2 separate regions of the Mus musculus genome follow, and region 1 is linked to region 2. Evidence: chromatin contacts called from public HiChIP or PLAC-seq data. All regions are on one chromosome and are shown on one strand. Each heading gives the region's core, a stretch centred on a gene start, on an enhancer-like site or on the middle of the called end of the contact. The rest is flanking DNA. Distances are from core to core; before and after follow the strand shown.

Evidence for each region. HiChIP or PLAC-seq counts read pairs in DNA pulled down with a chosen protein or histone mark.
Region 1: a contact with region 2 is called in an H3K4me3 HiChIP or PLAC-seq map of the SCID.adh cell line, with 18 read pairs. The contact joins the enhancer-like site here to the promoter of Gins2 in region 2. A contact is called at or near these places in 4 of 39 promoter capture datasets (3T3-L1-derived adipocytes, hippocampal neurons, liver and 1 more), 3 of 484 Hi-C or Micro-C datasets (the HL-1 cell line, cerebellar granule neurons and nephron progenitors), 7 of 115 datasets of contacts at active chromatin or transcription factors (the 230-238 cell line, the SCID.adh cell line, embryonic stem cells and 2 more) and 3 of 9 other capture datasets (adipose tissue, liver and pancreatic islet).

The regions. Positions count from the first base shown.
Region 1 is chr8:120,512,795-120,516,914 of GRCm38.p6, reverse strand. It overlaps a transcript of Gse1 not described here. Among named protein-coding and RNA genes, the nearest start is that of Gse1, 23 kb to the left of the region's middle. Within about 2 kb of position 2,589, at least 40 of the 459 cell types and tissues checked have an H3K27ac peak or open chromatin away from gene starts, as enhancers often do. A contact at or near this core is called in the SCID.adh cell line and cerebellar granule neurons, where this site is marked.
Region 2 is chr8:120,587,585-120,591,311 of GRCm38.p6, reverse strand. It overlaps Gins2 (GINS complex subunit 2 (Psf2 homolog)), which reads left to right and starts at 2,237. Exons shown (of 5, transcript NM_178856.1): 1 at 2,237-2,386; 2 at 2,473-2,587. The coding sequence starts at 2,297. It overlaps Gm10614 (a long non-coding RNA gene), which reads right to left and starts at 2,135. Exons shown (of 4, transcript XR_003947476.1): 1 at 1,258-2,135.

The sequences.
Region 1 (4,120 bases), core at 1,340-3,839, 75 kb after region 2:
CTGGAGGCCAGGCTTGAACCAGCTCGGCCTCTACATGGGATAGTGCAATAAAGAGGCATTCAGTCAGGCCCCTTGGCAGATGGGGACACACATTTCTCTTTCTGATCTCTGGAATTATTTAAAATCAAATGGAAGCTACCGGAAGCTGCCCTTGAGCACAGCCCTCAGAGGACAGGGTCTATGGGCCGGGAGCAAGGGAGAGATGAGGTGACAACAGGGATCCCCGGAGCCCAGGCGTGAGCAGGGGGCTGGCTATCAAGAAGCAAGTTAAACTTTCCATGCGCAAAGCTCAGAGCGAGGCGAGGGGGTGGGAGGGGCGAGGGGGTGGGAGGGGCGGGGCCTGGGAGCCCACCAAGCCCGGCTGCACTCTTGGCCAGGAGGCGTGGCTGCCAGACAGCTGGACTGGCCCTGCTCCCAGGAGGGCAGGGAATGATCCTGGAGCCCCTGTAGGAGCCAATATTGGGGGTGGGGGGAGTTGTGGGGGAGAACTGACAACTTAGGTGGTAAAGACCCCACCCCTGGGACCTGAGTGTGTGACTTTGTGTGAAGGAGAATCATTAACAGTGACCCAGGCCATCTGAACCCAAGAACTGAAAGAGAAAGGCCGTGTGTAGAATAAGAACCAGAGGTCAGGCTGAGCCCAACTCCTCCTCCTTGAAGCACCCAGACAAACCTGCCTGTGGGTGCCTAGCCTCCGAGAAGGGAGCTGGAAGTTAAGCTGTTCACCCCAGACACCAGATTCGAACCCCTAAATTTATCCCAGCAGGCCCAGGGGCCTGATCTGTGAATGGAGACACTCCTGAGGTATCAAAGATAACTGATAGAAAATTCAATTTTTTTTTTAAAGGATGTGGACTGAAGTAGCCCAGGCTAGCCTGGAGCTCCTGCTCATCCAGTCTCCATCTACCCAGTGCTGAGAGGGACAGGCAGCAGGCATCACCACACCCAGACAGAAATTTACTGTCAATGGCAGCACCATCTGTGTTATTCCATGGCAGTTCCCACCTCCCACTGAGGTGCGGCTTATCCTCTTGTCCCCATTTTACAGGTAGGCGAGCGAGTCACAGAGAGGTTGAGTCCCTTGCCACACAGCCAGTGAGTGGCAGAGGCAGGAAGAGAACCCAGGCAGGCTGGCAGAGCACCCCAAAGCACACGTGAGCAACGCCTGGGTCACAGCTGAAGTCTGTCTCCCTGACCCCCAGGGTAGCAGAACTGACATTGAAGTCAGCTTTACAAAAAAAGCCCAGGAAGGACCCACAGACGGTAATGACAATGGAAGGGTTGTGGACAGCAAGAAGATAACCACCCACCTGTAACCAGCAACAATCCTGCAAGATGCAAGAGAAGTCTGGAGGGGCCATATGCAACAGTGGAAGCCATTCTTCTCCATGAAGTATGGACCACATCTACAAGCAGCAGGCTCCAACCCCCAAACAGAATTATTACCTTATTCAAGTCACCAACAAGACTAAAGGGCGGGCAGAGGCCCTCAGGCTCAAATGGCTCAGAGCCACCTGGACAGGCCTGACCTTGAATACCCTAGAGACCAACAGGGAGAGAGAGGCCTCTAGGACCCAGAGAGAGATTGGTGTCTAGAGGCCTAGTACACTCTTCCTAGGTCCTGCCAGCCCCTCCCCAGACAAGCCAGGTAGAAGCTGCAAGCATCAAAACTCAGGCGGCTCTGTCTGCTCTCACTTTTAAAAGATGGCTTGGAGGATCTGTTACGCTTCCAGGACTGGGGTTTGATTCCCAGCACCTACTCGGTAGCTGACAACCAACTGTGACTCCACTTCCGCAGGACTTGATGTCCTTTTCTGACCTCCATGGGTACCAGGCACGCACATGGTGCGCAGACACACATTCAGGCAGACCCTCTGGCTGGATATGTACTTGGGATTTTAAGTGACCACCCTTCCCTGGGCTATCTGGGATGGCTCTCACAAGTGACATCAGGTTCAAGCACAACCCCTGCCACCATCACCCCCCCCCCCACACACACACACCATTGATCCCGTAAGTGCTGGAGACAGAAGATGGATCACTCAGGGGACTCTCAGGACACCAGACACTTGGACACAACAGCATTCCCCTCCCCTACCCCCACGCCCTACCGCTGCCACCCCCCCCCTCAACCAACTAACTCTTCCCGCCAGAGTGAAGCCAGAACTTGAGATTGGAGAATAAAATTCGATTTGAAAGAATTTTATGGCTCAGCCCAACGACAGCTTTAAATATTAAAAAGGCATAAAACGGGAAGGGGGGTAAGGAGAGGGAGGACGGGAAAGTCGTATGGAGAACCAGCCTTGCTGGGCCTCCAAACACATCACCTTGTAGGAAGGAGCTTGGGAGAGAAAAGGCTGCTGGGGAGGCCACTGCCTCCCCCACCCTCCGCTTCCCGGATCTTCCAAACCTTCCCCAGACAGGTAATACATCCATTATTGATGGACCAGTACCCAGAGAGTGTAAATTACTGAAACAAACACAGCATAATTAGGGTATTACAGGCGGCGTGGAGGGAAGGCCCGGGTGTGCGGCGCTTGGCTGGGCCTTTCATCTTTGCAGGTGTTCGGGCTGCCTAGCCAGCAGCCCAGCCTGCTTACCATATGCACAGCCCCGCTAGCCAGTTCTCAGCTGGGAGGCCTATGGGGTGTGTGTGTGTGTGTGTGTATGGGAGGGGGGCTCCAACCCGCCCCCTGCCCCCCCCACCCCTAAATCCAGGAGATCCAGCCAGCCAAAGCACACAGGACAGGGGAGGACAGGCCTCCAAACACGCGAGCACGGGTACACACACAGGGACACACACAAAGACCCAAGGCCGGTCTGCGGGCTGTGCAGCTGGCAAGCCTGTGTCGCTGTCCCCGTGCGTGCCCTCAGGATTTCATGACAAGAGTGAAGCTGATCGGGCAGCCTCTGGCTCCGTAATTAGGGCCAATTGAAGGTGACAAAGGAATCTATAGACATCGCAGTGGGATGTGGCGGTGATGAAGCCGCTTTGAAATGGTGGTTTGTACTTAGTGGGTTATCACTGTCCCTACATAAAAGCTGTTGCTCCCTCCGACGCCCCCTCCCCCCCAGCCGCCACCAGGGAAGCCAAGGAGGCCCCAGACACCCCTCTACCAACTGCCTTTTCTGGGTCAGGCTTCTTCACTTTGATGGCTCTACCAGGAGGGGGGCCAGGTCTCAGCTTTTGTTTTTTGAGTTGGGAGGTGGACAAAAGAAGAGCTCTGGAGGCTTCGGGACCCGGCACAGGCTGGGGGGTGGGGGTGGGGTAGATAGCTGGCGTTTTGGCTATCAGGGAGGGAGGGGTGTGATAAGGTGGGTGTCTGCGGACGAGTTTGCATGTGCGAGTTCACATTAGCGCTTGTGTGTGTGTGTGTGTGTGTGTGTGTGTGTGTGTGTGTGTGTTTAGGCCCAGGGTCTTCTGGTCAGCAGCCACCTACATTCTCTCGTGTATGACTTTCTAAAAAGCTACGACTGGGTTGGGGGCTGTGGCTCGGTTGACCTAGCCTGTATGAAGCCCTAGGCTAGGATCAATCCCAGCATGGAATCAACAGTGCACAGCAGCACAGCCTGTAATCCCTGCACTTGGGAGGGGAAGTCAGGAGGATCAGGGGTTCAAGGTCATCCTCAGCCACACAGTGACTTCTAAGGCCAGCCTAAGCTACGAGAGACCCCGTCTCAAAATAAAATAAAGTTGGCTGGCGCAAGGCCCCCTGTTTGTAGCAGATGTGCAGCTTGGTCTTCAAGTGGATCAGCCTGGGGCTGTCTCTGACTCTCTTACCTGCCATTGGATGTTGGCTTCCCTTCCCCTACCTGGACTTCCTGGTTGGGCCTCAGCAGGAGATGATGTAACTGGTCCTGCTGGGACTTTGGCATCCCGTGGGGGAGTGATACCCAAGGGGGCTTCCCCTTCTCTGAGAAGAGGGGGGAGGGGATAATGGGAGAGACTGGGAGGAGAGGTGGGGGCTCGATCGGGATGTAAAGGGAATTAAAAATAAATAAATTATTGAAAGAAAATTAAAATTAAAATTAAAAAGGTATAAAAGCAAAAGCATGCTAGACCCTGACCTAAGAACACACTGAGTAGTCACTGGCAGAGAGAGGTGAGTCTGGGGGTGGA
Region 2 (3,727 bases), core at 988-3,487:
ACAGATGGTTGTGAGCCACCATGTGGTTGCTGGGATTTGAACTCAGGACCTCTGGAAGAGCAGTCAGTACTCTTAACCACTGAGCCATCTCTCCAGCCCCCAGTATGGGCTTTTGAAACCTCAGAGCGGGCTGGTGAGATGGCTTAGTGGGTAAGAGCACCCGACTGCTCTTCCGAAGGTCCAGAGTTCAAGTCCCAGCAACCACATGGTGGCTCACAACCATCTGTAACAAGATCTGACTCCCTCTTCTGGTGTGTCTGAAGACAGCTACAATGTACTTACATATAATAATAAATAAATATATTTAAAAAAAAAAAAAAAAAAGAAACCTCAGAGCCCACCCCCCAATGACATGCCTCCTCCAACAAGGCCACACCTCCTAATCCTTCCCAAACAGTTCCACCAACTGGGGACCAAGCATTCAAATCTAAGAACCTGTGGGGGCCATTCTCATTTAAACCACTATAGCAGGGCTGTGTACATGGGGGGGGGGGGTGTACTGGCTAGTTTTGTGTCAACTTGACACAATTGGAGTTATCACAGAGAAAGGAGCTTCACTTGAGGAAATGCCTCCATGAGATCCAACTGTAAGGCATTTTCTCAATTAGTAATCAAGGGGGAAAGGCCCCTTGTGGGTGGGACCATCTCTGGGCTGGTAATCTTGGGTTCTATAAGAGAGCAGGCTGAGCAAGCCAGGGGAGGCAAGCCAGTAAGGAACATCCCTTCATGGCCTCTGCATCAGCTCCTGCTTCCTGACCTGCTTGAGTTCCAGTCCTGACTTCCTTGGTGATGAACAGCAGCATGGAAGTGTAAGCCGAATAAACCCTTTCCTCCCCAACTTGCTTCTTGGCCATGATGTTTGTGCAGGAATAGAAACCCTGACTAAGACAGGGGGTAACCCCTCTATTAGAGTACGCCCCTATCCTTGCATATCTTTATTTTTGAGATAGGAAATGCTGAGTGACTCAGGCTGTCCCTAGCTGGTGATCCTTCTTGCTTCCACCTATGGAATACTAAGATTACACCTCACCTCAGCGCCCAGTGGTGAGGGTTTCACACTCAGATCCAGCCCCTCTTGTCCTTACCAGTTGTAGGTGACCTATTCCTCCCCAGGAGCTACCCTGGTCTGCTGGCACCCTGCCAGAGTCACCCTGATTATAATGCCTATTAATAGTTCAGCTGTCCTCACAAGACTCCTGATTCAAAATGCCCCTGTGGGGCCATATTAATGCAAGGACTCTAGGGCTGTTGGCTTACCAAGGCACTCTGTACAGAAGGCTTGAGGGCATCAGGCTCCAGGGTATAGCTCAGTGGAAGAGGCTGTGCTTATCATTTTTGAGGACCGGGGTTCCATCTTCACAATTGCAATAACAACAATAATAAAAGAATGATAATACGTGTGCAAACTTGTCCCTGTAGTCTCACCTGAGGTTTGGTTTGCCAAAGTTCTGATTCTGGGCTCTGTCTCGAAGGATCTGCATGGAGCAGATAGGGGAGGCGCATTTTCATTGCTTTTAAACCATCTGTAGAAAGGGCAAAGACTAAAATTAAAGGGAAAACACTTCCTTCGATATGGCGTCTGTGTGGACCAGCCAGCCATGTCCGGGGACCCGGAGCTGACTTTGAGATGAATGCGTTTATTCCTGGATCTGTGTTTCGCGCAGGTGAAAACTCGGCTCCAAACCTTTACCCTCAAAGAGTGGAATCAGGCGAGGGACTCAGCCTGCTGCAGGACGCAAAGGAGCAAGAAGCCATAAGTACACAGCCTCCAGCTCGTGGACAGAAGGGGGCGGGCGCAGGAGGGGCGAGGCCGAACGAAGGAGGGGCGGGAGCAAGAGGCGGGGCTGTACAGACCCGACCCAAACGAGGTAGGTGCGGGGCCGTGAGCGTGGTAGGCGGGCAAGAGGCGGAGTCGAGGCAGACCCGGAGACCAATGAAAAAAAGCGGACGGGCCAGAGGCGGGGCCTAGAGAGGGTAGTGACGTAGTAGGGCGGGGCCGTCAGGGCTGTAACTCGCTGGATCAGGATTCAGGAAGCGTGGAGCCCAAGTACTGGAAAGGGCATCGGTAGGCCTTAGAGGGGCGGGGCCGGCGTACAGCTCCGCCTACAGACCAATCCGCGAGTTTGTACTAGCTGTGACTTGGAGGCTGCGAAGAGAGCAACGTCTCTATAGGGCCGCCGCAGGACGTCTTCCGTTCGAGGGGCGGGCCCCGCGCGGTGGCGGGAAAGAAGTGCCTGAGGCGCTGCCTCTGAGTCGCGGAGGGGCGGTAACGGGCCTGGGCCGCCTACTCTTCAACATGGATGCGGCCGAGGTGGAGTTTTTGGCCGAAAAGGAGTTGGTGACTATCATCCCGAACTTCAGTCTGGACAAGATCTACCTGATCGGGGTGAGCCAGGGCGGTACGGGGCGGCGGCCTGGGATCATGCTCGGGTCACCGCTCCTTTCCACCTGGGGTCTGCGTTGTCCTTGCAGGGGGACCTGGGGCCCTTCAACCCCGGCTTACCCGTGGACGTGCCCCTGTGGCTGGCCATTAACCTGAAACAGAGACAGAAGTGCCGCCTGTTACCTCCGGAATGGATGGATGTGGGTGAGCATTCCCGGGCCCGGGTGGGCGGGCTTGTACGGGGAGGGGGCTGTAGTGATGGCGCACGCCTGTAGTCCCAGCACTCTTTAGAGGCGGTAGAGGCAGGAAGATCTCTGAGTTTGAAGCCAGCTTGGTCCACAGAGGGAGGTGCAGGACAAACAGCCAGGACTACACAGTGAAACCCTGTCTGGGGGTGGGGTGGTGTCCTAGTCAGGGTTTCTATTCCTGCACAAACATCATGACCAACAAGCAAGTTGGGGAGGAAACGGTTTATTTGGCTTACACTTCCATCACCAAGGAAGTCAGGACTGGAACTCAAGCAGGTCAGGAAGCAGGAGCTGATGCAGAGGCCATGGAGGGATGTTCTTGACTGGCTTGCCTCCCCTGGTTTGCTCAGCCTGCTCTCTTATAGAACCCAGGATTATCAGCCCAGAGATGGCACCACCCACAAGGGGCCTTTCCCCCTTGATCACTAATTGAGAAAATGCCTTACAGCTGGATCTCATGGAGGCATGTCCTCAAGGGAGGCTCCTTTCTCTGTGATAACTCCAGCTGTGTCAAGTTGACACAAAACTAGCCAGTACAGGTAGGGATTGGGGAACAGAGATGCAACCTTAAACAAGTTTTGTTTTTGTTTGTCTTTTTTTGTTTCTCTGTGTAGCCCTGGCTGTCCTGGAACTCACTCTGTAGACCAGGCTGGCCTCGAACTCAGAAATCCGCCTGCCTCTGCCTCCCAAGTGCTGGGATTAAAGGCGTGCGCCACCACTGTCTGGTGACTCTGATAGTCTTGAAACTGGGACCCCAGTTTCTGTGCCTTGAGGGGCATCTTTAGCACCCCTGTCCCCCAAAGCCTGAGTCCATTTCCCAGTGTCTGCTGGCCAGGGTTGGGGAGCAGGGGAACAGACTTCTATTGCCTTTGCTACATGGAGAGGAGCAGTCAGGAGTGCAGGAGGCCTCTCTGTCCTGGGATCTGAGGTCAACAGAATGCTGTCGTGTGCCATGCGGCTCTGTCTTCTGGAAATGTGTGGTTTGCAGTTGGCCTGTGGTCACGTGGCCATCACCTTGTTATCCTAGGTTTTCTCTTGCATGAGTATTCTGCATCTACTTACCCATCCTGTGAATGGGTATTTAGGTTACTGCCCA